5 separate regions of the Mus musculus genome follow, and all the other regions are linked to region 5. A link is a contact called in public Hi-C, HiChIP or PLAC-seq and promoter capture Hi-C data. All regions are on one chromosome and are shown on one strand. The core of a region is the stretch at or near the end of the contact, and the rest is flanking DNA. Distances in the headings are between cores, read along the strand shown.

Region 1 (3,787 bases), core at 1,259-3,758, 160 kb before region 5:
GCGGCATCTGGTAGGATGAGTTGTGGAGTGAGATCAGCCGCAGAAGCAGCAGGGAGGGGATTAGAGACACAGAGCTTCCGGGAGAAGGAGAGGGACCACACTTCAAAGGAGACCAGCTACTGTGAGAAGTCGCTGGTGCTCATGGGGCAGGAGGAACAAGTCCTCACTTGGGTAAAACCAGATGTAGACAGAAGGGAGAGATGAAGCATTTGGGAGAGCAGATTAACAGCATGGCCTTTGGAAAGGCAGTCCTCAAAGGGAGGAAGGGCTAGTGAACAGAAAGGGCCCTGGAGGCTTGCATTCTGACTAAAATGTCTGCACTTAGAATTTGATTAACCTGTGTATGTTAGGACAAGTGAGACCCTGTAAGTCAAAATTTAGGTGTATGTTTGTACGTGTGCACGTGTGTGTGTGTGTGTGTGTGTGTGTGTGTGTGTGTGCCAGAAGTCCTCAATGGTGGCTGTCTTCCTCACTTGTTCTCTACATCATCATCATCACCACCACCACCACCACCATCATCACCATCATCATTTTGAGATAGGCTCTTCCTGAATCTGAAGCTCGCCAGTTTGACCAGACTGTCTGCTGTCAGCTCCAGGGATTCTCTTTTCTCCAGTTTTCTAATGCTAGGATTTCAGATGGCTGCCACTGTTGTGGGGTATCCCACCAGAGAAGACTCCTGGGATGTGGGTTCAAGCCAGTAGAAAGTCACTCTGAGCCAGGCAGCGACTACACTATGTTAGGGATCCCAGTGAGACTATCTCAGGGTGAGGGTTTAAGCACAAAACTCATATTCTGGGTTGGCACACTTCAGATAACAAGAACAGTTAGCCAGAAGTGGAATTATAGAGGCCAAAAGAAAAAGTTATATTTAGAGACTTTCCCAGAACTGTGGGCTTTGATGGATTAGGTCTTTGTTTTCATTTTGGCAGGTGGTGCTGTCTACATGCTGTGTTTTATGTCCTGAATGGTCCATCATGGAGTCAGTTGTGCTAAGGCCTGGGAGTCTACTAAGGTCTAGGACTCTATTACAGCCACTATTTCTGGTGTGTGTGTGTGTGTGTGTGTGTGTGTGTAAGGGCAGGGGTGCTGAGAGTAAAACCAGGTCCCCATACTTCCAGGGTACCCTTAATTCCAGGCTGATCCCCACCCTGATCCAGGATCTTAGGAACATTGAATTCCTGAGAAATTACAGCACAGGTGAAGAACAATTGTGTCATGATTCCCCATGGCCATGTCATCATTTCAGAGATGCTGGGGCCACCACCCCCATCCTGTTTGATCCTGAGAGGGAAGCATGGCTCAGCCCTGAACACAGCTGACAGCCAGCAAGGAGGCAGGTGGGGTCTGTGCTATGGGTGGACATTGGGTCAGAGCCATCCTACCTACAACCTCTTGGAACTTCCTGCACTTGAACATCTACTGGTACAAACAGCTGGTGTCTCATGCAGAGTAATAAGACACCAATTAACTGTGTGTCCCTGCAGAACCTCTGGGCTCCTGTGAGTCCTTGCTCATGTGTGAGTCCTGGGAGGTGTCCACAGGAGCCTTGAGTGCCAAGAACATGGGAGGATTAAATGCGTACTTCATTTGGGCAGGGCCACATTGGCCAGAAGGGAACGTAGACTGCTCCTGTGTCCCTGGCTACTCATTCTATTGTTGGCCCTTGAGCTTGACCACTCGTGGCTTCCCTTTGCTGGCCTTTGCCTGGCTGAGGTGAATTTGGAGTTAGAGCCTCAACAGAAGAAGTCTGAGGAAGATCATGTGACCATCAGCCCAACTCTTTGCCTTTTGCAAGGTGGGTGGCCTCTCTGAGGAGCAGAGTGACCACAGCTGGGTGCCTTAAGGCATGAAGCTCTCAATTCAAAGTTAGCACGAGGAGTACATTTGCTTTCTCAGCAGACCTGGATAAAGTTCTGCTGTGTGGATTCTTTGTCTTGTAGAAAGACATCTCTGGGAAGAGAGTTCTCGATCAGTACTTAAGCTCTGAGGAAGCTGAGTTCCATACTCCTGGTCTCTAACGGGCCCAGACCCCCACACCATAGCTCCCGCTTTCTATCTTTCTCAGCTCACCGCTGACTCCATTTCAGTAGGGGATGAACCCTTCCTATGGTGTAGACACTGTTCCCTGAGCTGGGGCACCATGCAACGGGTCTCTCAGGAGGTAGCAGCATGGAAGGACCACCTTATCAAGGGAGGGACCAGGCTACAGCAGGGAGTATGCAGGGCCATAGAACTAGGTCCAGCCTACTGCTTCTCTGCTCTCCCTGGCTCCTACTTCCTGCTCCATGGCTGAGAAGCAGAAGAATCAGGGCCACTGCCAGGAAGAGCCGCCTGAGAGCCAGGGTTCGTGAGAACAGAACTCCATATTAACTGTGTAAACACACTTGGATCTCGTGCCCCAGACCACAGGGACTGTGCATTGATGTTTCTCTTTTAAAACCAGCAAGGCCCATGTTTGCATAGTGGTGCTCGGGCACATGGCAGGGCAGATGGCTGTGAGTCATTGTCGTGGGGATGGTGAGTGGCCTCAGCAGCCACCAGCACCCTTGGGACCAGACTGTTCCTTTAAGCTAGTGTATTAGTTATTTTCTTGTCAGGATGACCAAACTCCTTACAGGAAGTAACTTAAGGGAAGAAAGGCTTATTTTCAGATCAAGGATTCAGAGAGTTATCTGGTCATCCATTTTGGAGGGAATGGCACCGTAGAAGCCGGATGCAGCAGGTCACCCTGTGTCTGGGGTCCGGAAACATGACAGACAGGAGCAAAGCTGAACTCTCAGACCAAAATGCTTCATTCTCCCACAGAGTTCTATAACCGTCCCCAAACAGAACACTGTCTAGAGACCAAGTGTACTGGCTGGTTTTGTGTGTCAACTTGACACAAGCTGGAGTTATCACAGATAAAGGAGCCTCCCTCGAGGAAATGCCTCCATGAGATCCAGCTGTAAGGCATTTTCTCAATTAGTGATCAAGGGGGGAGGGCCCAGCCCGTTGTGGGTGGTGCCATCCCTGAGCTGGTGGTCCTGGGTTCTATAAGAAAGCAAGCTGAGCAAGCCAGGAGAAGCAAGCCAGTAAGTAACATCCCTCCATGGCCTCTGCATCAGCTCCTGCTCCCTGACCTGCTTGGGTTCTAGTCCTGACTTCTTTTGGTGATGAACAGCAATGTAGAAGTGTAAGCCGAATAAACCCTTTCCTCCCCAACTTGCTTCTTGGCCTTGATGTTTGTGCGGGAATAGAATCCCTGACTAAGACACCAAGTGTTCCAACATACAAACCTGAGGCACACTTAAACCAAACTGAGTGCCTGGCCCAGCACTCCTGGGCAGTTGGGACCTGCAGCCTCTGCTCTGCCTTAGTGACACAGGGCCAGGTGGAAGGATGGCAGACTATGTGGCCTGTTCTCCCTCTGCTCCTAGAAAGTCAGGGCTGGATGACCTGCTGGCTCAGCCTAGACAGAGCAACAGTCACTTCACCTCCAGCATGCTCCTATCGTTCAATGCATTTAACCCCATAAAGAGCTGCTATGGCTGACCATCTGTGAGGAGTCCTTAGTAACAGGTGCTGGCTGGCGGTCAGGTGATCACTGAATTAGTTCCTTAATGCAGACAAACTTGAGAGAAAGAGAAAGTAACAGCTTTATCCCTCAGGACCGGAAAGAGCTTGGGTATTTTATACCCTTAGCCTTTCCGCATTAGATCTTTTAGATACCTGCCTCTCTATCTTCCCCACAATGTCTTCTGGGATCAGGAAGCTACCACAGGGAACCATGTTTCTTGTCTACCTG
Region 2 (3,895 bases), core at 754-3,253, 140 kb before region 5:
AACCAAAATGAATATATCTTCCCTCAAGCTGCTTTATCCAGATCTTATGACAAAGATGAGAAAAGCAGCCAACCCATGGGTGAAAGTGTCCAGGCTGATGCTCAGAGGAGTCCAGGCCCTACCTAAAGGAATGGAATTTCAGTGTGCAATGCAGGAAGTGAGCTCATCTCCCTGAAACCAACATTAAAGCCATGAGCTTCTTCCCCAGCCCTGTAGCAAGCAACCCCCGAGGTCTCTACCCTATACTTGCGAAGTGTTAATTTCCTGGTAGCTAATGTCCTTGGAAGGGCACCCTGCAGAGGTCACAGACCACAGCAGTGGCTGCCTCAGTCCAAGGTCTCCTCCTGATGAGGATCTTCGTCTGTAGTCAAGTCCACCAAGAAGCCAAACGTCTTCCCACCTGAGTAAAAACCTCTCATCGCCTCTGATTGTTATTCAGAGTGGTGTCTCTGCCCACATTCCAAATGACCTTCAGAGTAGGGATTTGTTTCTGGCTCTTTCTTGGGGGTCGGTCCACTAAACCGCTGCTGAGGGCAGCTCAGATGGGTAAGAGTTCTTAAAGGCACAGGTGCAAAAGTGCAGGGACCCATGCCAAAGGTCCTGGTATCATTGCCACCCAGACTTCATGTCCATTATGCCCTCTGTAGGTTACAAAGCCCTGAACAGAGCAGCCCTCCACCCTCTAGAACCATTTCCTAGCTTTCAGGATGTAGTCTCTCTCTGCTAGGTACGTCTTGCAGGGAATTTAATTGGATGAGAGCTGGCCACCTGATCAAGAACGAGCCAATCAGATGTTTCCCCTGAGAAGTAAGCTGAAGAAAGCTGTGTACCCACCAAGAATAAGTGGGGAAGTTGGGGGTTGTCCTTTGACTTGAGTTTTAAGAGCTGACTTGCGGAGGAAGTTAATCTTCACAGAAAGAGACGGAAGCCTCAAACAGAGAGGTAAGAGATCGGAAGGGACCACGGACGACATGTAAGACCCTGCATGCAGGGGCCCTTGCGACAACCCAGCTACATTTATTTCTCCCAAGCTCATTGCTCCCTCCTACAACTAAGACACTGCTCCCCCATTCTGCCTAAGGACAGAAACCTTGCTGTTTTAAGCAAAAGGAAATGACAGTTTCACCCATCTCCTCTTGTGCTAATCCAAAAATCTTGATGGATACATGCCGCTGCTTTCATTTTGTAAATAATTAAAAACAAAAACAAATAAAACAAACAAAAATCCCCAAGGTCCAGAAATGTTTATGAAACCTCTTCTGAACTCATACAGCTTTGCTGTTTCAGGCTAAGGTGGAAATGAGATTCCATAATCCCAGACTCATCAACAGCAGTCTGCCCTGCTGTGTCCTCAAAAGCACAACCCGACAGCCAGGCAGAGTTGGCTGGAACAGAATGCCTTTGAGAATAGTGCAATTAAAAAAAAAAATCCCTTCACGTGTGCATCCCTGTCAGCCCTGTTTCCAAAATGTTCTCTCTAGCCCCCACTGCTTAGACCTTAATTCGTCAGCTCAGCTGCAGATGGTGTCATCCACTGGGGTCCTGCTAGTTATTAACTAGCATCAGCATCCTCACTGGGGACGGGCTCCAGCTGATGTCATCCATCCATCCAGTGCTGCTTCCTACCCCCGCCCTCCCCGCCCCACCCCAGGCAGCATCTTCTGCCAGACACCAAAGATGCAGGCTTCTCGTGTGCCTAGATGGAGCCAGAAGGCCTTGGTACTGTATCCCAGGGGAAGGATGCTATAGGGATTTGCCAACAAAGGACTAAATCTACCTGGGAATGGCTCTCTTTCTTGAGCCTGCATCAGGCCCTACTATGCTGAGAACAGCAGTGGTAGCATCCTTGGTGACAGTCACAGAGCAGCCTCACAGTAATTAAAGAGAAGCACTGGGGACAGGTGGCAATGCCTGACTCCGCAGACGAGGCCGTTAGAAGGAGCTTGGCTGTTCCCAAGTATTCTCTCCCTTTCGTCCTGCATTCTCTCTGGGGATCTGGCTCCGGGCCCAGGCAGGGACTGGCAGCCTTGCTATTTTGGGCCCTTCCTGGCCAGCAATTAGTACTGGGATGGCTGAGCCCAGGAAGAGGAAAATCCGGATTTTTATATGAATGTTTCCTTTTTACTGAACTCTGTGTGGAAAAAAGCAAGAATTAATTAGGACTATTCAAACAGGGATGATTTTGTTAAAAGGAAGTAAACAGGGGCCAGCAAGATGGCAGGAAAAGGCACCCGCCTGCCACCAAGTCCGATGACCTGAGTTCACGCCTTAGACCCAGATGGTAGAAGGAGAGAACTGACTCTCACAAGTTGTCCTCTGACCTCTACACATGCTGTGGCATATGTCTGACCACACATGCGCGCACACATGCATACACACAAACACTACTATTTTTTTAAATGGAAGTAAACAGGAATCGCTGTGTGATGTGTATCTTCTGTCTTCCACCAGCCCCTGGTCCTCCTAGAACACCCCCACACCATCCTTACTGATAGCCACATATCAGCCACACACAACGAGAGGCAGCCCCTGAGTGACATGGGGCCATATACTTCAGCTCTGTGAGATCTTAAGCTAGCAGAAATAACAGTGGTAGAAATTACATCCCTCCCTTAAAAATGGGTTGCAGGGATAGACAGGTCTATAACCAGAGAGCTTGTGTCATGTGACTGAGACCCATTGGGTCCACTGCCTCTAAACCATGTGCCCAGATCCACAACACGACAGCTCTCCTTGTTTTGAACACAACCTCAAATGTTTCTGTAGTCATATGGTTGAGTGCGTCTGGACAACTGGCTACTGTCCATAAAGAGCCAGCTTTTTATCCTCCAGCTTTATCCAAAAGGGGTGGAGAGTCGGTGCCAGAACACAGCCTCAGCTGACAGTCTCTATATCTGGCAGGAAGCCTGAGTTAGGACTATCATTCACACTCGCACTTGAAGCGAGGAGGTCAGTCACAATGCAGATGACATACAAGAAGCTTGACAAGGAATGTCAGAGTCATTCTGAACCAAGTGCAGAAAGGCCAGGCAGGGGCCAGAGCGTCCTCCAAGATTCCCCACAGGGCTCTTCCTGTGGAACGCTGCTCTGTCTCTGAGGATCAGACACACTCTTGATACCTCGTGTTTCATTAATTTTCCTGAAGGAAACAAACATGTCTCCCCAAGATAGTGTGGAAACAGAGCAAAGGAGTGATACCTGCAGAGTCCACCGTGGTGAACCCATGGCTTATTGAACTCACTTATAGGAGAACGAGTAAGCCCCAAACCGCAGCAGTGTAGGAGTCTCTCTGGCATGAATAACGACTTCCTCATAGCTGCATGGATGGCATCCCTCCCCGATTCTCAGTTACCCTCCCTCACTCTGTAACCTCCAGCACCTCCCAAGACCTCGGGCAGCCAGGCTGGAATGACACACAGCTAGGAAAGAACACAGGAGGGACTGGATGAAATCTCAACTAAGGGTTTAATAACCCTCCCCGGCCCCTCCTTCAATGAGAAAAAGGTCAGCAGGTCAAATCTTGAGGGTCTCTTGAGAGTAGTCACAGCTGCCCTGATGAAGGTGGTAATGGCTGCCACAATAGGGAGACAACATTCCACAGCCTGTCTTCAAACATCCTTAGAAAAATGGTGGCACGTGCCTGTTGCACGTGCCTGTCCTCTCGGTAGCTCATGTGATCATCATTCAAATCATAGATGCACTCAGCTGTGACACAGGAGACAAGAGTGGAAGGCAGCCAGGAGGCTAGAGGAGAAACGGTAGCAGAGAGGCAGGTTGGGCTCTGGCTCTACGGTGCCATGTGTTTCACATGTACATAAACCAGACTCTGCTAGTATATTCCATGGGTTTTCCTGAGGCTGGGCTTCAATGGTGCACTGGCTGGTTTTGTGTGTCA
Region 3 (3,842 bases), core at 978-3,477, 200 kb after region 5:
GATAGATAGATAGATGATAGATAGATAGATAGATACATAGACAGATACATAGATAGATAGATAGATAGATGATTGATAGATAGGTAGGTAGATAATTGATAGAAGATAGACAGACAGATTGATGGATAAATGATAGATAGGTAATAGATGATTGATAGATGCTGAAGATAGATGATAGAGACAGAAGATATACAGATAGATGATTGATAGATAGAAGATAGATAGATAGATAGATAGATAGATGATAGATAGATAGATAGATAGATAGATAGATAGATAGATAGATAGATAGATAGATAGATAGATGAAGATAGGTATAAACGGCAGAAACAGAAGACCAGGTATTACCTTTGACCAGGCAAAGGTCCACGCTCAGCCTGGGCTCCACCTGACACCTTCCCTTCAGCCTGTAATTGGAGACACCTGCATCTGACTTTGAGCCCCAGTCCCTGTTTAACCACCAGGGCCACAGGCAGGTGACTCCAACCCTTGCCACATCCAAGGGAAGATGAGGATGGTAGCACCAGCCCCTCACCGGTGTGAGGGGGACCTCATCAAAGGGCAGGACCAAGTGCCTGGCCCATGCACTCTCTGCAAAGTGGCACCTGTCGCCTGTAGGCTGTCACCTGCCCCAGTTCCAGATGTTCTGCTCTCCATCCCAGGGCAGCACTCTCAGGGCTAAGGTAATAATTACAGCCCAGGTGCTTTCTCTTTCTTATAAACAGAAGAGAAAGCCCGAGACTTGGAGAGACAGCTCAGAAAGCAGGTTTCTCATCCAGGGCTCTATTTGCTGTGGGCAGAATCCTGGCTAAACCTCAACGGTCTCCATGTCAGGTGCCAAATGTCTTTTCAAATACCCTGTAACTCAGACACTAACATGTCACACTGGCATTCCTGTATTGCCCACGATTATTTAGGTCTTGCATGGTCAAAATAATACTTAAGGACCCGTGCGTAGTGGAGCACACCTGTAATCCCAGCACTTGGGAGGCAAAGGCTAGCAAATTGGAGGCCAGCCTGGGCTAGGCAGCAGATTTAAGGCTAGCCTGGGCAACTAAGAGATTTTTGAGAATTTGCTTTGTATCGCAGAGATTTGGCCAGGGGTTTCATGTCCTCCTACCACATTAAACCCCTTTTAAAATCTACCACGTAGGCAGGAAAATCAGCTCCATTTTACAAATTGAAAAACTAAGGCATTCCCGAGTCCAGGATGCGGGTGCAGAAGACTCTTACCCTACACCCACCTACCAACCCTGTATTTTCCAACTCCCAATTGCAAAAATGTCTTCATAGAAGCCAGTTAAGGAGGTAGGGAAGCTAGTGATTAGTGCTCCTTTCACAGATGGGTAAACTGAGGCTCCAAGAGCCAAAAGAAGCTCCTAAGTCCTTTGCCTTCTCTCCTTGGCACAGCACACGCCCAAACTGCAAAGCCCAGTCTGGAGCAGATCTCCGTGCTTGTTTTATTTTTCATTGTTCTGATTTGATTTTGGTTTTTGAGATAGAGTCTCACTATTGTAGCCCAGATTGTATTAGAAAGTCTCCACAGTCTTCCTGTCTCTCGAGTGCTAGGAAAAGAGGCGTGTGCCATCACGTTCTTTTCTTGGGGTTTCTGACAGTGAGTTGCTGAGGTTGAAAAGCGGCCACCCACTTAACTCGATGTCATCACCGGGGTTGGTACGTGGCCCAAGCTGACAGAGGAAATGGAGCGGGTCCCCTCAGCCTGCGCTGCCCTGCGCGTCACAGTCCACACTCGGAAGTGGGCGGCGAGCAGCCCCACGGGAGGTGCGGGCTGCAGTTCCCACACCTCTCTCAACCTCGCCCCGCGTCCCCGCAGCGTCTGCGCCGGCCACCCGAGGGAGTCCTGGGATCGAGCTGCACTTGGGCGCTGCGGAAACCTTCGCGGCCACCGGGACCTCGCAAGGAAGGAGTGCGGGCGCGCCCTTCGCCGACTGCGCCTCAGGGCGGCCGGACTCTCGGGACGGGGACGCGCTTGGACGGGAGCTGCAGTGGGAGCTGGGGACACGACCGCCCGCACCCTGCACTCCCCGCTCACTGCCTCGATTTCCCTCCCCTGCATCAGGGTGCGCCCGGATCTCGGCAGGCCTCGTTCGCCCTCCTCCAGAACCCCGGGCCCTACCTGCGCCGTGGCTCGGACTGTGGATCGGAGCGCCCCGGGGACCCCCGCCCTGCATCGTGCGGCCGGCTGCGCCCCGGACGGCGGTGACTGTGGTGGTGATGGTGGTAGCGGCGGCCGCGGAGGCGGCGGGAAACGGGCAGGGGGCCGAGCCGAGGGCTGGCTTCTTCCTCCTGCCCAGGACCGCCGCTTCCTCTCCAGCCTCGGCCCCTCGCTAGCGCGCGCGCGCCGCCCCTCGCGGCTCCCAGACCGCAGCGCAGAAAGTTTTGCTTTTCACTTGGAGGAAACCAAGGAGGGGAAGTGTGATGGGGCAGTGTGGCCAGGGACCGAAAGACTGGGCGCTTCCCAGACCCTGGGAGTAAAAGGCGGGGTGGTCAAGAGAGGGACTTCTTCCTACCAAGTCGCGGTGAAGCCGAAGGAAAGTGACAGATGACAGGTCGGGGGGGGTGGGAGCAGCTGTTAAAAATGACTTGAGAATCGAATCTCTGGCAGCACGGGGCTGGCCAGGAGCACGGCACAAGCCTTGGCTTGTGCCAAGCTCCTGGCAGCTGGCTCACCTCCCCCATCCCTTCCCTTTGGCTGCTTCAGCAAAGCACCTGCTACAGGACAGTGGGTACAGGAAGTGCCAGTCAGGGGTTAGGCCCGTCATAACCTCGCCTCTGGACCCCGAGGCAAAAATAAACCTACAAAACTGAACTGCATGGAGTCAGCCGGAGACCTGACTGTGGGTGGAGCATGGGGCAGTGGGAAGAAGCCTGGGAGAGTGCGTGCTGGAAGGGAGGAGCCTGTGGCCCTAGAAAAAAGACCAGGTGCTGGAAAGGTGGGCCAGAGCAGTTGCCTCTTACCAGGAACCTTCGGGTAAGCACGGGCGGATGCGGCTGAAGTTGATAAAGACATGAGCAGAGTCAGGATTTAGTGCAGTGGGTAGGGTAACAGGGTTGAAAAAGGCACTGTGTTGGTATCCTAGTTTGCTTTACCTGTCAGTGTGACATAGCCTAGGGTCCTGTGAGCAGAGAGCTTTAGTCCATGATTACCTAGATCAGATTGGCCCGTATCGCGTCTGTAAGAAAGGTCTGGACAGTTAACTGGCCTTCGAAGGCCCAGCCCACTGTGGGCGGCACCATTACCTAGGTTTCGAACTATCCAAGAAAGCTAAGTGAGCTGAAGCCCATCTACGAGCCAGCTGGCAAACAGCGTCCTCTGTGGTTCCTGCTATACCTGATTGGCAGTGAAGTGAGCTCTCCATTGGAGGTTAATGCTGTGTGCTATAGCAAGCAGGCCTGCCTTAGGTTCCTGCCTTGACTCCCCTCAGTGATGGCCTGCGATCGATCTGAAGTGGTCAGCTAAAACGAATGGAACGCCTCTCCTCCTCAGGAGGCACTCCGTAGTAAATACAGTTGAATTGGCCAGCCTGCCATAAACACTCTCAGGTCTACCTGACTCACTCCCGAGGATAACTAGGCATACCTCTGAATATATAACATAAACTGTCTTAAAACAGGGGCTGGAAAGCTGGCCCAACAGTTCAGAGCACATAGCATTCTTGCAGAGGATCAGAGTTCAGTTTCACAGCATCTATCCTGAGTAGCTCACTGCTACCTGCAATTGCAGCTCCAGAGGACTAATCAGGCACCCTCTTCTAGCTATCCCTGTCACCATCACGCAGACAGACAGACAGACAGACAGACAGACACATACACAAAATGAA
Region 4 (4,382 bases), core at 553-3,052, 230 kb before region 5:
AGTTCTTGCTCCACCTTGTACTTTAGCCCTTTCTGAGTTAGGGCAGAATTAGCACACAGCTGATGGATGGATGGATGGATGGATGGATGGGTATTGTAGGGGCCCTCACCCTCCCTGACATTCCTTTTACAGGATGTCAGTAGTCCAAACGTCCAGCTGTGACAGTCTTTTGTAAGCAGGCACCCCTGGTCCTATGAAGACAGCAGCAGTTTGGCTCAGAGAATAGTCCCGCACGACACACTGGGACCCAAATAACGCAGCACTCGAGGGGCAGCTTTGGAGGAGGAAGGACTTGTTCTGACATGGTTGCAGAGAGTCCAGGCCATAGCCAAGTGTCCCTGTGTTCTTGGGGTAGACATGGGATCATGTCGTGCAGAGAATTTTTTCATTTTACAGTGCATAGGGAGGGCTAGACAGACGGTCAGGGATTGGGTATCAGTTGTGGTGACACAACTTCAGTGACCTGCTCTTCCGGCAAAGTTCTACCTTGTAAAGTTTCTAGGGCCCTCCATAGTAGCACCACCAGCTACAGACCCGTTGTTTAGCATGAGCCTGTGGGAGACGTTGAAATCATCCCAGGCTTCAGGCACTGCCGTGGGCCTTTCTGCTTTAGAGCAGCTTCCTCGGTACCCGTCACCTGGACAGCTCTCACCAAGGGCATGCTTCCTCCCCTCTGACATCGAGCTTTATTTAAACTTTACCCCCTTACTAAGTGTCCTGTGGTTACATCCATCCTGTGTTGTCCTCTGTGTCGCTCCTTGCACTGTGTAGCTGGATAACTCTGTGGGTTCCCCACCATTCTCTGCTCTTGCCTCGTTAATTCATAGGCTGGATATGCCCAAGTCCCTGCTGAAAGAATTCTGAGTTGACCAGATGTGTGTGGCTCACATGAGCAGGTACAGAGTTAGGCTTCCTTCTGCCGTTGTTCGGGACATCTTTCATATAGTATAGAATAAATTATTTCCACTTTTCTCTGTCTGACCATCTGTGTGCGACACAGGCTTTGTCACCAGAATGCTCCTTTCCCTGTTCCCAGCTCTCCTGTTTGAGTTCAGTCCTTGTCACAGGAAAGCCCAGAACCTCTGACTGACACCCCCATGTCGTGCCCTCCCTTACGTAGGAACTCTGGAAAGGAAGAAGACAGCTAGTTGCTTTTGGCTTTCGAAAATGACCTCAGCAAAACATGCTTCCTCCCCAAGACTTGTTATAGCTAGAAGCTGGCACATGAAATCAAGTCTGTAAGTGGCTTAGCATCCAGGCTGAGTGCTGGAGAGTTGGGCCTTCAGGAGGAAAGGTTCTCAGGTCCTAGTGTGCAAAAGCTTAACAGCTCCCACTCAAGTGCGTCCATCTCACCTCCAGAGTGTGTATGAGAGGAGCCAAGTTTACTGCCCCTGACTGATGGCACCACTGGACTTGTTAATGGCCTTGGAGTCTGTTGCAGGAAGTGATTTCTAATCTGGCTTTTCTGTCACTTGTGTAGACCTCTCTCCAGTGACCTCTGCCCTCTCTGATTGATGATGGAGACACTGGAGAGCTTTGGAAGCAATGCTCTCAGACTATTTAGGTTGGTAAAGAAATAAGTTAATCAGCTCCCAGAAATAGCTTGTGTGTACACACCCTGGAGTGTATGGTAAGGAGATGTAGCCGTGCTGGCTGGCAGTGCAAGACTCTTGGATTCATTTCTGACTGGGGGCTAGGCCGAGGACCTAGGAAGTAGCTGGAAATCTGAGTTCTAGACTGTCCTGTGAAGCCCACAGAATAAGGAAATGCACCAAAGGCCCTGGTTTCTCACTGGGAGGAAGCCTGGGAAGCCCAGCTGAGGGGGAGTGGCCTCAGAGGAAAGCTGCCAGGCTTCAGTGTAGAGGAGACTCCTGCTTCCTCAGGGCTACTTGAGATATAATTAAGAGCAGGAGTCATTAGGGACCAGACATTGGTGGCTAGAGTCCTGAGGATTCAAGTGTAGAGACAAGCTTAACCCCAGAGCCTCAGGGGTGTGTTTCAGAGAGGATGAGGCCAACAGCTGTGAGCCCTTGCTCTCCCTCCCTCCATGCTCTCCCTCCCTCCATGCTCTCCCTCCCTCCATGCTCTCCCTCCCTCCATGCTCTCCCTCCCTCCATGCTCTCCCTCCCTCCATGCTCTCCCTCCCTCCATGCTCTCCCTCCCTCCATGCTCTCCCTCCCTCCATGCTCTCTCTCCCTCCATGCTCTCCCTCCATGCTTTCCTCCATGCTCTCCCTCTGCCCACTTAGCTTCTTCCCTGCTGCGATGTTGAAATACTCTGACAAATGCAACCTTAGGGAGAAAGAGTCTATTTTAACTCACAGATAAGTAGGATCTATCATGAATGGGAAATCTGGACAGCAGGAGCTTGAAGCAGTCAGGAAACAGAGAGGAATGAGTGAGAGCCAGTATCCAGTATGTCCACTCCATTTTACCCAGCCCAGGAGTGGTCCCACTCACAATTAAGATGGCTCTTCCTATGTCAGTTACTGTAATGAAGACTGTCCCCACAGGTGTGCCCACAGGTCAGTCTTTCAGCTTGTCAGGTTGACAGTGCTTGCTTCAAGCTCCCCTCCCCTCGCTCCTTCCCTGCCTCACTTTTTCTTCCGTCTTTCAGTTTCCCCTTTCCTTTCTCCTTCCCCATCTCCTTCCTATATAAAATGGCATCTGACAGGACACATTTGACTTTCTTCAGCGGTGGAGGCAACTTGGAAGAAGCAGGGGGCAAGAGAGTGGCATGAGGCTCCCTCGTGGTGGCAGTGGCACTGCCCAAACTAAGCTGCTCCAGGGGAGCCTCATATTATCTGGGTTCACGTCTTCATCATCTCCCACAAGCCCCCACCCAGCTCCCTTCTCTCCAGTGCTTGCCTTCCTCTGCAGCACTGAGAATGAAGGATGCTGCAGTCAGAGAGTTTCACACTGGGTTGGAGCTGGAGGTGTTTGTGCAACGCTTGCCTCCCATGCGCAAGATCCTAAGTTCAGCAGCCAGTCTAATAAACAGAAATCCTGCACTATCCACCCCACCTCAACACCACGTTCCTATTTAGTGTCTGGGAACTCAGGAACTACCCCTTTGCCAAGGCTGAAGTGCCCGTCTGTGGAAGTCCGTGCTTAATAACCCAGGGCTGTGAAAGGGCCAGATGGAGAACATTAGTGATTCCTAGCCCACCCAATGCTGTCTTCAAGATGAGCTAAGGATTCAGGGACACCCTGCAAAGGACTTAGAGTAGTGCCTGTCTCACCACATGGGTGTTGTGCATTTCGTGTGTGTGTGTGTGTGTGTGTGTGTGTGTGTGTGTGTGTGTGGTCTTCTCTCCTGAAAGAGGCCATTACCTCTGCCACACCCAGACACAGAATTAAAGGCAGCACTTTGTTTTGATGGTTAAGAGATGAGGAGAGAAGCAGAAGTATGGGTGTATGTCTGGTGAAGCTGCCACCTGGCTCCACACACACTCACCCCCCCCGTGTCACTGATGCTAGCCTGGGGGCTAGGGGAGGGGCGTGTCTTATGAATTCCCTGAACTCTCTGCTGAGTCAGCCATGACTTTCCTTTGAGTTTCATGTCCCTGCCTTTTCTTCCCATTTTATAGAGTCGGTGACTAAAAGGGAGTAGGGCACTGTTAAATTCACGAGGGTGAGCAGAGTGCCATCTAGCAAAAGTACTATTCTAAGACACATGTTCCTCTCTGAGAGGACATTGTTCATGGACTTGGCTTAGCCTCTCTCCGTGGCCCTCATCACTGTTGCAAACAGGTCCATTGAGTCCAGGAACTCGTAATAAGAGGAACTACCCAGATGACCTGGGACTCTGGCACCAAGGGACAATGCCAGGCACTTGCTCTCCTGTGCAGGCAATGAGGCCGTAGAGAGTCAGTGTAAGAACCTGCAAAGGCCTGTTCATACCAGACCCCAGCAGGTCTTAGGTCAGCATGGAGAAACAGGAAGGAGGGTGCTGCTTATCTGTGAGGCTTGCTTGATAGCCAAAGTGGAGACCTCAGGCGTATTCTGCTCTGGTACAGTAAGATGGATCTTGCGCCCGCCAGACTGACCAGCAGTAACGCTGCAACAGGATCCTTCTGCACACGTTTATTGGGAGAGCTTGATTGCAGAGGCGAAGAGACCCGGAGCCCAGAACTGGTGCTGCTTATATAGGCCTAGGAGAGGCGTGTCTCACACCCGGATTGGTTATGCATTACGCCTCATTTGCATGTTCCTCATCTGATTGGCTACTCTCTCTCTCTGTACCTCACAGAGCCTCATTATCATGCCCGGGCCAGGCAGTGTCTTTGCAAAAAACTTTACTGCATATGTACACATTGGTTGTTTGTCCAAACTTATGCGTGGTGGCCAGCAGTAGTCAGTGCCACTCTGCAATGGCACATG
Region 5 (4,010 bases), core at 753-3,252:
CCTCCTGTCTAACTCTCCCAGGTTGTTGGGATTAAAGGCAATGCATGATCCTCTGTAGTCAATGTGGACTACAGCAGAAAACTGACCTGTGTAGGGGGGAGGAGCAGTCAGGAGAAAAGCCCTATCCACACACACCCAGAAAGTAGGCAAGCATAGGGAATCACTTAACAACCTAGGACTCCACTTGGCTTGGGCTGTGCATATAGCTCTCTTCTAGCAATGCTCTCAGCAAAGGACTCTCGCCTACAAGTGATACGCGCATCCATCCCTGTGAATAATGCACTGGATAATCTATTGCCAACCTAGAACCCCCACTTGCCTAGAGCTGCAGGCACCACCCTCTCTGAACAATGAAATCAGTTTCTCATCTCCTTAACAACTATCCCAGTAGGAGGGGCTAGACTGGTTTTAGATGCATGTACAATAAAGCAAACTGTGTCCTCCAAGTGCACCTTCGGGGAGAATCCCCTATTTTCCATTGTAGGCCTATATGTAACCTGGCATATGTTTGACATCAGATGTGTTATGAGAAGAGACGAGAGAGAAGAATATACAACTTAAACTATGTAGTTAAAATAGAGAACCACACAAAGGACATCCTTAGAAACTGAATTCCCACTCTCTATCTCCATGAAAGGAACCCTCAGGGCCTTTGAGTACTGACATTCATGATGTCCACTCTCATTCTTGAACACACATTTTCTGGCCTTTTGGTGAAAAAAAAAAAGCACTCTTGCTACTTGTGCAAACCTGTATCTACTAATTTCGATGCTTTGAGTAAGACACCAAGGACCTACAGACACCTGACCCAGCCCCTTTCCACTGGTGGCAAAGGGACCTGCTACGTGCACAGAGAGACCGTGTCACCAGCCTCATGCTAAGTTCACACTGTGTCCCATGGGCAGCAGAGTCATCTTGCTCTGCACACATTGTCTGCTCCAACTTTTTGTACCCAGACCTTGGCAGAAAGGAGAAGGAAGCACAAGGCTGCCACCCTCGATCAGCTGAGCACAGTGGTGCCTCGGAGAGCAGCCTGCCCAGATCTGCACTCCCCCACTATAAATTACTGAAGGTCTCCACAGATGTCCGTCCTTCCTGCTCTTTGGTTTTAGAAGCAAAAGATCATTTCCAAGGAGACAGGGCAATCGCCCCTCAGCTCTGTTACCTTGGCCTCTTCGGGCTACACACTGGAAAGTGGAACCAGACAGGAGCCCTTTGGGGCTGTGGAGTTTATTCATGAGCCTGGATACATTTAGTCTCTGCATGCCATCAAGACTAGCAAGACGAATCAACTGGGCACCGTGCATTCCCAATGAGCAGAGAGAATAGGCTCCCAAGAGGCTTCTGGACAGGGATGCAAATACCACGTAAATAGAATCAGCCTGGTCCTTGCTCATCCATGACTCAGCAGAGGCTGGCAGAGCTGCCCGGGGCTTTGAGAGATGCCAGGATATGATCCTTTCCTCCTATAGTGAGCTATGGAAGTCAGAGGAAAAAAAAAAAGGAGGGGAAAAACAAGTCCTGCTTAACAATTCACCAAAGCCTAAAAGCTTTCCAATGGAGGCATTCCGGACGTGGAGGAACGGTTACACAGACTCAAGGGGGATTTTGGAATGGAGCTGCTAATTAGAATCCAGAACCTGTGAAATCATCCCTCAGGTTCAGACCACTGCTAATGGATCCCCAGCATGCCTAGAGTGAAGTCACAGCCCCGTCCTCTCCCCAGAGGCACCACGCTCCCCTCCCCACCGCCTGCTCTCCCAGTTAACCGAGCAAGCGGTCACCTCTGGCTGATGGTTTGAGTTGTTCACAATGCCTGTAACTCAGGAAGCCTGCCAGGAGGACAAAGAGGCAGCCTGTTTTCCTCCATCCCCAGATCTGCCAGCCCAGCCTTCCTCTACCACCCAGCAGGCTGCTGTGGCTCTGACACCGACAGACTGTGCAAGAACTCTTCAGAAGGTTTAGAAGCCCCCGCAGTATTGTCCCCAGCCCGCCCCTCTGTGTATGGCTCGCTGGTACACCACCTGCTTTGCTCCTGCAGGCGTGTGGCTTACGATAAGGGGGCTCTAACCCCAGGAAGAATGGGCAGCCACAGCATCCGGGACTCAAGTCCTCCAGAAAGGTGTCCCCCGTGGGTTTACGTCAGCACATTCCAGTGTGGACTTGGATTAAACAGCAATCGTCTGCTACGCATGCGCAGTGGGTCCTGGCAGCCGGCTTAACAGAATCAAGAGAGATGCCACCCTCACTGCGGCTGCTCTTCTATGCTATTAGTTGCGAGCTTTTTCTTTCAGCAGCGCTCAGCATTGTGCCTTTGATCACAAACGAAAACACACACCAGCCAGAGCTTGGCTGGGGGATTCCTGCAGCCTCTTTGGACGCCTTGATAAATTCTAATTTGAAACAACAGCTTTTATTTGTTGTGGAACCCCACGGAGCATTGTGAACACGGCTTCCTGTCTTGGGCCCATTGTAATACGGGAATCCAAGTGCTACTTCAGATTAAAGACACACTCTATGTATTATTCTCGTTCAGTGACACAGAACATGGGCTGGATTTCAGAGGAAAGCTGGGATAAATGTGTGTTTGTGGTGTAGATGTTATCTAAGGAGGGGCTGACTCAGTACCCAACCCAGCACTTTTCTACTCTTAGTGGCATGGTATGGAATGTCCTGGACAGGGTCAAATGCTTGAACAGTTGTTCGCAGTGGTAGTGCTGTTTGGCAGAATTGTGAAACCTTTAAGAGGCAGCTCCTGATTGGTGTAAGCGGGTCATCAAAGATGGGCCCTGTGATGGTTTGTATTTGCTTGGCCCAGGGAGTGGCACTTCTAGGAGGTGTGGCCTTGGAGTGGGTGTGGCACTGTGGGTGTGGCTTTAAGGCCCACTTCCTAGCTGCCTAGAAGTCAGTCAGTCTTCTCTTAAGAGGCCAGCGGATGAAGATGTAGAACTCTCAGCTCCTCCTGTACCATGCCTGCCTGGATGTTGCCATGTTCCTTCCTTGACGATACTGGACTGAACCTCTGAACCTATAAGCCAGCCCCAATTAAATGTTCTTGTAAACATTGCCTTGGCCATGGTATCTGTTCACAGCAGTAAAATCCTAACAAAGACAGGCCCCAAGGGTCCTAATCCTGGTCTAACACCCCCTACCTTTGGCCTGAGATCTCTACTTCTTGAGCCACTAAAGATGCTAGAAGCCACACCACAAATTCTCATCTCCCTGGGTCGCATCATCAGGTGTCATGCCCTCTCACCATGATCTGGATCATGAGCCACACCCCACTCAGCTGTCCCAAAACCTCCCCACCCCAGCAGACCTGGGACAAACCCCACTGTTATGGGAAATATTTAATGAACCTGCCAACTCTCCACACTCCTGCTTCTTTCAACCTGCCAACTCTCTGACCCCGTCGGGCCACATTCCCACTCTAGTACCAGCACTGGTGGACCACAACACTATGTCCCAGCTGGGTCCCACCGCTTTGTCCCACATTCCAATAACCATCCTCAAAATTTGATAACACGATACCCAGTAACCGGTAAAATCAAGACTCTTAAGCTTCTAGTTAACCAATTAGATTTATGTATCAATATTGCACAATTTACAAGATGGCAATAAATAATTTCAGAACTAATTGATAATGATAAAGCTTTAACCCAAATATTCTAACCTTTTGATAACACCAAGTCAGCCTCCATCCTCCTCCTCTCTCCTCCTGAGACCTCTCTGTCTCTGTAACTCTTTGATCTGCCTCCCTTTTCCCTGTCCAGTCACAGGCCTCCCCTGCACTTAATGTAATTGGACAGGGAAAATCCTGTGACAACCCTCCCCACCACAGTGTTTGGCTCTGTGTCATTACCTGGCAATAATCACTGTCCTATTTCATAGACGCCTGTCCCTTAGAAAGTTCAAGTCTGTGTGATCTACTAACACACTACCTCCTTCTCCTGCTTCCTGGACCAATTGCAGATTGCATTCTGCACTTGGAAGAGGCAGGGCACTGTGCA

The links. Promoter capture Hi-C pulls out the DNA fragments that hold promoters and counts their contacts. A called contact is a pair of places that touch in the nucleus more often than the background predicts. HiChIP or PLAC-seq counts read pairs in DNA pulled down with a chosen protein or histone mark. Capture Hi-C pulls out chosen DNA fragments and counts their contacts.
Region 1: an H3K4me3 HiChIP or PLAC-seq map of bone marrow-derived macrophages shows a contact between it and region 5, with 4 times the contacts expected there. The contact joins two enhancer-like sites. A contact is called at or near these places in 1 of 15 datasets of contacts at CTCF or cohesin (the NIH/3T3 cell line), 1 of 484 Hi-C or Micro-C datasets (nephron progenitors) and 5 of 115 datasets of contacts at active chromatin or transcription factors (the 3134 cell line, bone marrow-derived macrophages, embryonic forebrain and 2 more).
Region 2: a Hi-C map of forebrain shows a contact between it and region 5, with 3 times the contacts expected there. The contact joins two enhancer-like sites. A contact is called at or near these places in 6 of 484 Hi-C or Micro-C datasets (CD4 T cells, bone marrow-derived macrophages, cerebellar granule neurons and 3 more) and 3 of 115 datasets of contacts at active chromatin or transcription factors (bone marrow-derived macrophages, embryonic basal ganglia and embryonic stem cells).
Region 3: a contact with region 5 is called in a promoter capture Hi-C map of hippocampal neurons, with 4 times the contacts expected there. The contact joins the promoter of Disc1 here to the enhancer-like site in region 5. A contact is called at or near these places in 3 of 39 promoter capture datasets (embryonic stem cells, hippocampal neurons and stem cell-derived epiblast-like cells), 1 of 484 Hi-C or Micro-C datasets (neural progenitor cells) and 1 of 115 datasets of contacts at active chromatin or transcription factors (embryonic stem cells).
Region 4: a contact with region 5 is called in a promoter capture Hi-C map of adipose tissue. The contact joins two enhancer-like sites. A contact is called at or near these places in 3 of 39 promoter capture datasets (cranial neural crest, frontonasal cranial neural crest and second pharyngeal arch cranial neural crest), 1 of 484 Hi-C or Micro-C datasets (bone marrow-derived macrophages), 3 of 115 datasets of contacts at active chromatin or transcription factors (VIP interneurons, bone marrow-derived macrophages and stem cell-derived neural progenitor cells) and 1 of 9 other capture datasets (adipose tissue).

The regions. Positions count from the first base shown.
Region 1 is chr8:125,409,477-125,413,263 of GRCm38.p6, reverse strand. No RefSeq gene overlaps it. Among named protein-coding and RNA genes, the nearest start is that of Gm30713, 25 kb to the right of the region's middle. Within about 2 kb of position 2,508, at least 36 of the 459 cell types and tissues checked have an H3K27ac peak or open chromatin away from gene starts, as enhancers often do. A contact at or near this core is called in bone marrow-derived macrophages, where this site is marked.
Region 2 is chr8:125,388,394-125,392,288 of GRCm38.p6, reverse strand. It overlaps Gm30713 (a long non-coding RNA gene), which reads right to left. Exons shown (of 5, transcript XR_879356.2): 5 at 3,447-3,744. Among named protein-coding and RNA genes, the nearest start is that of Gm30713, 4.5 kb to the right of the region's middle. Within about 2 kb of position 2,003, at least 126 of the 459 cell types and tissues checked have an H3K27ac peak or open chromatin away from gene starts, as enhancers often do. A contact at or near this core is called in cerebellar granule neurons, cerebral cortex and forebrain, where this site is marked.
Region 3 is chr8:125,052,580-125,056,421 of GRCm38.p6, reverse strand. Disc1 (disrupted in schizophrenia 1) reads right to left here and starts at 2,227. Exons shown (of 13, transcript NM_174854.2): 1 at 2,138-2,227. The coding sequence starts at 2,192.
Region 4 is chr8:125,486,426-125,490,807 of GRCm38.p6, reverse strand. All of the region lies in intron 3 of Sipa1l2 (signal-induced proliferation-associated 1 like 2), which reads left to right. Among named protein-coding and RNA genes, the nearest start is that of 4930566D17Rik, 34 kb to the left of the region's middle. Within about 2 kb of position 1,802, at least 10 of the 459 cell types and tissues checked have an H3K27ac peak or open chromatin away from gene starts, as enhancers often do. A contact at or near this core is called in adipose tissue and bone marrow-derived macrophages, where this site is marked.
Region 5 is chr8:125,252,458-125,256,467 of GRCm38.p6, reverse strand. All of the region lies in intron 12 of Disc1 (disrupted in schizophrenia 1), which reads right to left. Among named protein-coding and RNA genes, the nearest start is that of Gm30713, 130 kb to the left of the region's middle. Within about 2 kb of position 2,002, at least 249 of the 459 cell types and tissues checked have an H3K27ac peak or open chromatin away from gene starts, as enhancers often do. A contact at or near this core is called in adipose tissue, bone marrow-derived macrophages, cerebellar granule neurons and 4 more, where this site is marked.